Regions from separate parts of the Mus musculus genome. Here region 1 is linked to region 2. A link is a contact called in public HiCAR-type data. All regions are on one chromosome and are shown on one strand. Each heading gives the region's core, a stretch centred on a gene start, on an enhancer-like site or on the middle of the called end of the contact. The rest is flanking DNA. Distances are from core to core; before and after follow the strand shown. Region 1 overlaps Kcnq5 (potassium voltage-gated channel, subfamily Q, member 5). Region 2 overlaps Kcnq5 (potassium voltage-gated channel, subfamily Q, member 5).

Region 1 (3,157 bases), core at 218-2,717, 420 kb before region 2:
TTGCTTTATCTGACTTTAGTATCAGTTAGAAGATATAATAATTAAAACCAAGGAAAATAGACAGAAATCTCAGTGAATAATTATGAACACAGTCATTTAAGCTAGAAAGTGAGGAGAAGAGACCTTTGGCCTTCGAGAACTTTATGTTAGACAAAACACCCTAAAACCAAAGTAAAATATAGACACCACAGTTTTTCCTATTTCAAATTAGAACCTTGTTTGTCCAACCAGACACTAATTAATGAGAAACACCTCTAGCTGCATGAAATCCAATACCTTCGGAGAGAAATGACCTCCGTGCAGACATTCTTCCTTGAAGCTAAAGGGACGAGGTCTAGCTGCACAGACTATGGTCCATACATTTTAGGACATCAGTTTCATTCTTTCTGCTCTCTGTCTCTCTGTCATTCACATTATCACTAAATGGTTATTTTGGTGGAAAAAGGAATGCTCAATTCGAGATGGGTTCAGTTATGGTTAAGGAGGGCTATATATTATTAGTTCAGCTTCATACTACATCTGCCTGTTTAGTGTTTTTTAAAAACTTAGGTTCCACTATGGATCATGTAGAATACCGCAGGACACTGGTCTCTAGAAGAGGCATCCATTCCCAGATCACATGAATGCATACCTAGAGGACTGTGTTATATCAGTGTATAGATAGTCAGGCTTTCTAATTTACATGGTTTAATCCCAGCCCATCTCTCCCGCAGGTGCAAAATATCATGGTTTAAATGAAAATATCATTATTCCTGTGTTACTCATCTACTGCTTAAGAGATGGATGCCCTCCACGAGAGAGACCAGATAACTGGACATAACTACACACAGTATTTAAAATTCAGTGAAATGTAACCCTTAAATATGTCAGTCAAACTGAAATAGCTGATTAATTCCTATTAGTAGAATACTTGGCTCCTTATAGGAGAGACAAAGGAATATTACTTCACATACACAGGCACACAGGCCTTCTCTAGCCTCCCTTTTCCTTGTTCTACGGTGGGGAATCTCCGGCATATAATATGAGAAGAAACGAGGAGAAGTTGGACAGAAGGTACAGATATTACTGAACAGAACATACAGAAGCACTCAGCACTTGAGCCCCAGCGTAACGCAGAGGTCTTGAGAGAATGAGTTCATAAACGAACAGAGGAGGCAGCTGCTTTCCCAGTGCCAGTGCCATGCTTTCTCTCAGCGATGACAATGTGCACTGCTGGGCTTGGCCTGTAGTTGGTAACTTTCATTAATAAACCAAGTGCACCCATTCAGGAAGTACCGGGCAAGGCTCTAGGGGAAGAGATCCATTAGCATTCCACATTTATGTCGAAGAGATGGTGGAGCAAGGCCTCCTGGGTAAAGTCTTAGGAACAATTACAGCTAATTAAAAGGACAGTCCTATCAGCACCCAAACCATGTGGGAAAGGAGTTGGTGACTCAGCTTGTTATTTTGAGTCGAATCCATGCAAAGCCAAATACAGTTCTCAGAAGTCTGTCTATTAGTGTGTGTGAGGTGAGGGGCCAATCAACAGCTCAGCTTTGAAACAAAAGTGAAAGGCATTCGTAGTTACTTTCAGATCCTCTAAAAATAGCTACCATCCTCTGCCAAAGCTAATATAGACAGAATTCCCATGGAAACCCTGAGGACTACAAAGGGCAGATGTTAATTTTTTTCCCAGTTCCTATCGGTCAAATGGCTCCTGCCCGATATTTCTAATGTAGAAACATATAGAGTAAACCACAAAGGCACTGTGTTTATCAGCAGTCTGTGCGTGCTTCAAATGCTTTGCTAGAAACGTTTTAGGGAAAGAGGAGCCTGTGGCAACTTGCTTCATGTTGCCTGTTTGTGCTGGTGGTCGACTCTAGTCTACAACCAAATTTTTGCTTTTTATATTATCAGCACTGAGTATTTGTCTACCATGCATATCACAGTTCTTTGCATTGGTCTTTTTGAAGGTAGTACCTCTTTTGGGTGTGTTTATTAAGTCCTTGGGAGCTAAGAGAATTAAAGGCTGTAAGATCCAAATGGAATTTAACTGTGTGATGTTTACTTTTGAGCAGTCTAATTTTTCTTACTTTAAATTACAGGTAAAATTTCAAAAACTTAATTAAGAACTAAAATAATTGCTGTTGTATATTTCATTATTGAGATATACATTATTGTTGTATAAGATTCTTGGAGAATCTTATGATTGTGATTTAACAAATGCCAGAATAACAATTTTAACATTTTTAATGGTAAAATTGAAGAATAGAATAAAATTGCAAATTGTTTTGCAAATAGTTTTAGTATGGAATTAAATTGATTTAATAATGCTAATTTTAAAAGTAAAGTGTTAATTCTTCCATTTATTTTGCCCGTTTGTATTCTTCTTAGAAGTGTGTTTTCTAAGCTACATTATAATAATTAGCTTATCAATGTGCTCTTTAACAGGCTGCAAAGTCTTCCATATGGGTCACATGTAATCATCCTATACATAGCAAATTTGGAAGGTTAGAGTCATACTTTTGTAATTCTATAATTAAAGGATAATGAGTTTTCTTCAGTTCGTTTCCTTGCATAGTTAGTTATTTTACTCATAGTTCCTAAAGATAATTTTTCAGCAGCAACTGCAACTTTTTTTTAAATTTTATAGCAATTATGTCTTTAAATAAAATTGAGTTGCAAAGCACTAATATGTGACAGCTCAAAAAAAAAAAAAAAAAAAAGAAGCTATCCCAGTATGCTGCTTATTCAGAAACAAACCTAGAGTAAGAAAACCTCATGTTTCCACATTGTATTTTAAATTTTCTTTTTAAAATTTCTGTTTGTTTGAGTCTTTGTTTTCTCAGTGAGGCCCATGGAGGACAGGTTATGGGTCCCATATGTGGCTCACTGCTACAGCTCTGTTAGGGCAATAGCCAAGAAATGCATCCCTTACTCTACTTTTTAGTTCTTATAAATCTAAAAATAGATAGCTCAGTGGGTAAAATAATTGCCGTGAAAACTGGCAGACCCAAGTTCGAATCTCCAATTTACATAAAAGCCAGCATGAGTGTTCATGTCCATAATTTTGGTGCTTATACAGCAAGACAGGAGACAAAGATAAGATAAATCTCTGGAGGCTCACAAGCCAGCTAGACTGGTTCATGCAGCTGTGAAGATCAGAAACTAACAGGGT
Region 2 (3,025 bases), core at 153-2,652:
AGGCCTTGCTATCCTGGAACATTGTAGATCAGGATGACCTTGAACTCACAGAGATCTGCTTGCCTACAAGCATATGCCGCCACCACCCTGGATCCTTGATTTTAAAGTTATTAGAGGCTGCATTTCTCACGGCAACTGAAACATCAGAAAATGGAGTTTTCTGAACTCAGAAGAAAGGCTGTGACATACAAAAGAGCTGAGCATAGGACCTCAAGAATCCAAGACAAAGTAGGAAGAATGTCCAGAGAGGAACCGCACATGTATTTTAGAGACAGTGGAATATATGATCAGATGCCTTAGAGGTGGACATACAGGATCCCTGTGACAGGCTGTTACCTCCAGAAACCATGTGCTACTATTTCCTCCAGCCTAGCTGAACACTCTCCATCTCTGCACTCTCATATTGACCTGTGCTCCCAGCTGCCTTCTGTCTGCTTGCCAGCTGCCTTACTAGTCCGAAAGTGCTGTGGCTGAAGGGGCTTGTGTCTTACACTGGCTTCCTTCAGTGGTGGACTAGAAGGTGAAATTATCCATTTCCTATCCAAGCAGGTGTTTATCACAACAGCAGGCAAACAAGACCAAGGTTGTCATTAAATCTCTGCGGCTTGGAGTGTAGCTCTAAAAAGCACTTTCCTGGTATTCATAAATCCCTGGATTTAATCCACAGCACTACAAAGTAAAGTGTGTGTGTGTGTGTGTGTGTGTGTGTGTGTGTGTGTGCGCGCGCGCGCACGCATATGTATGTATTGATGCCTAGTCTCGTGTGGCAGCTACACAGCCTGTATTTCCAGGTACTCAGACCACTTGAGTCTCAGAATTTAAATCCAGCATGGGCAACATGGTGAAATTCTGTCTCAAAATAAGAGGAGAAAGATTCAAAAATCTCTGGGTCGTATCCCAGACCAATTAAATCAGAATTAGAGTCAGAGCCCAAGCTCCCTGGGTGATTCCGAAGAGCAGCCAAGCTTGGGTAATAGTGCTCTCTTCACAGTCAATCAAACGCCTCTTCAGTTCACAGTCAGTTGGGCCCTCTCTGCCCCACGCACGGTTTGGCGGCTGGCCGGACCATCCATCTGTTGGTGGCAGCAATAGTCACTGCTGCTTCTGTTTTCTCAGGATTCTTCTCGCTGCATATTCATGTCTTCACCCTGATTTAGAGCTACTGGAAGGAGACTCTTGTGAGATTTTATAACTTGTGGCAACACAACAAATGCACCTACATTTCCTTAGCTCCTCAGAAGCACACATGTGTTTGTGTGTATTTATAGACATATTCTACCCAGAGTTTAACTTTGCTGTAGTTCCTTAGTTCTCAGAAAATGTGTGAGCAGGCTTCTCCAGTTTCTGGAGGAGGTGCCAATTCAGAGTCTGTGGTGAATCTTCAGCACCCTCTAGTGGTGTTAGTGGAGTACATCTGTTTTGTTCAACAGGATCGTTTTTTCCACGCCTCTTGATTACCAACAGCATCCAAGGACACTGACCTGAGGAATCGTCTGTTGCATTAATTAGCCCTGTGATACAACTCGTTCGTGTGAAGAAGAGTCTCCACTAAGTATAACTGACTTCTCAGCCTTTTCTTTGTCCCCCAAAGGCCAGCCAGGAATTGCCATTAAGAATAGGCCATTCACTTGGCAATGGTTTATTGCACCTGTTATGTGAGTGAAAAAGGCCCTAGTACGTCAAAGTACCAAAGTATTAAGACAGTAGGAGAGTATAATAATTAAGGGCTTTGCAAATTGTACTTGCAAAACACATGAAACTGAAGAAGAACGAACACCAAAGTGTGGACACTTTGCCCCTTCTTAGAATTGGAAACAATCACCCATGGAAGGAGTTACAGAGACAAAGTTTGGAGCTGAGACAAAAGGATGGACCATCTAGAGACTGCCATATCCAGGGATCCATCCATAATTAGCCTCCAAACGATGACACCATTGCATACACTAGCAAGCGTTTGTTGCAAGGACCGTGATATAGCTGTCTGTTGTGAGACTAGGCCGGGGCCTAGCAAACACAGTAGTGGATGTTCACAGTCAACTATTGGATGGATCACAGGGCCCCCAATGGAGGAGCTAGAGAAAGTATCCAAGGAGCTAAAGAGATCTGCAACCCTGTAGGTGCAACATTATGAATTAACCAGCACCCCTGAGCTCTTGACTCTAGCTGCATATGTATCAAAAGATGGCCTAGTCGGCCATCACTGGAAAGAGAGGCCCATTGGACAGGCAAACTTTATATGCCCCAGTACAGGGGAACCCCGGGGCCAAAAAAATGGGAATGGGTGGGTAGGGGAGTGGGGGGGGGGACTTTTGGGATAGCATTGGAAATGTAATTGAGGAAAATACATAATAAAAAAAATAATAATAATTAAGGGCTTAACTCTGGAGTCAAGCTGACTCATTCCTATCCCATGCTTGATAGTTCTTTAAGTATGGGCCAAGCGACTTGGCCTCTCTTTGTACTACGGGTCCTTATCTGCAAAGTAATTATACACCTCTCTCCGAGTGTATTAAGAAGTACAGTCTAATATTATCATCACCCTAATTATTAAATATATTTTAAAGGCTCTAATTTTAACCTGGGGCAATGTCCCCAAACATTTCCCCCACCCCTAGATAATGCACAAACTATCACCACTTCTTTTGGTAAACAAGGAAGAGGCCCCCAAAGTCTTTGACCTCTTTGACAACCCATTTCATAGACTTTCATTTATTCCTGGTTTCTTGGCCACCCCTCATAGTTCTTATCTAAAGCAGGGATGGGAAACAACAGCTAAGTCAAAACTCTTACCCAAAGTTCATTTGGTGCAAATTTGGGGTCACTGGGTCATAGCTGCATTTGTTTGTCTGTTTTCTCCAGAAACCATAGGACCTGCAGGACACACGACTTTCACCTGCTACCCTTTCACCTCGAATTACGTCTTGCCCTTTATCTGGGTTTTTAAGTTTCTCTGTATTTACACCCACCTATGTAGAGACAATTAAGACAGAATTTGCAGGCTAGCCCAAGACACAAAATCAGCTTT

What was found. HiCAR-type assays count read pairs that join an accessible place to other places.
Region 1: a HiCAR-type map of astrocytes shows a contact between it and region 2, with 3 times the contacts expected there. The contact joins two enhancer-like sites. A contact is called at or near these places in 3 of 15 datasets of contacts at CTCF or cohesin (CD8 T cells, large pre-B cells and pro-B cells), 5 of 484 Hi-C or Micro-C datasets (cerebral cortex, cortical neurons, muscle stem cells and 2 more) and 3 of 115 datasets of contacts at active chromatin or transcription factors (CD8 T cells, astrocytes and neural progenitor cells).

The regions. Positions count from the first base shown.
Region 1 is chr1:21,828,446-21,831,602 of GRCm38.p6, reverse strand. The region is part of intron 1 of Kcnq5 (potassium voltage-gated channel, subfamily Q, member 5); the gene reads left to right. Among named protein-coding and RNA genes, the nearest start is that of Kcnq5, 130 kb to the left of the region's middle. Within about 2 kb of position 1,467, at least 92 of the 459 cell types and tissues checked have an H3K27ac peak or open chromatin away from gene starts, as enhancers often do. A contact at or near this core is called in astrocytes, cortical neurons and neural progenitor cells, where this site is marked.
Region 2 is chr1:21,409,763-21,412,787 of GRCm38.p6, reverse strand. The region is part of intron 11 of Kcnq5 (potassium voltage-gated channel, subfamily Q, member 5); the gene reads left to right. Among named protein-coding and RNA genes, the nearest start is that of Khdc1b, 28 kb to the right of the region's middle. Within about 2 kb of position 1,402, at least 71 of the 459 cell types and tissues checked have an H3K27ac peak or open chromatin away from gene starts, as enhancers often do. A contact at or near this core is called in astrocytes, cortical neurons and neural progenitor cells, where this site is marked.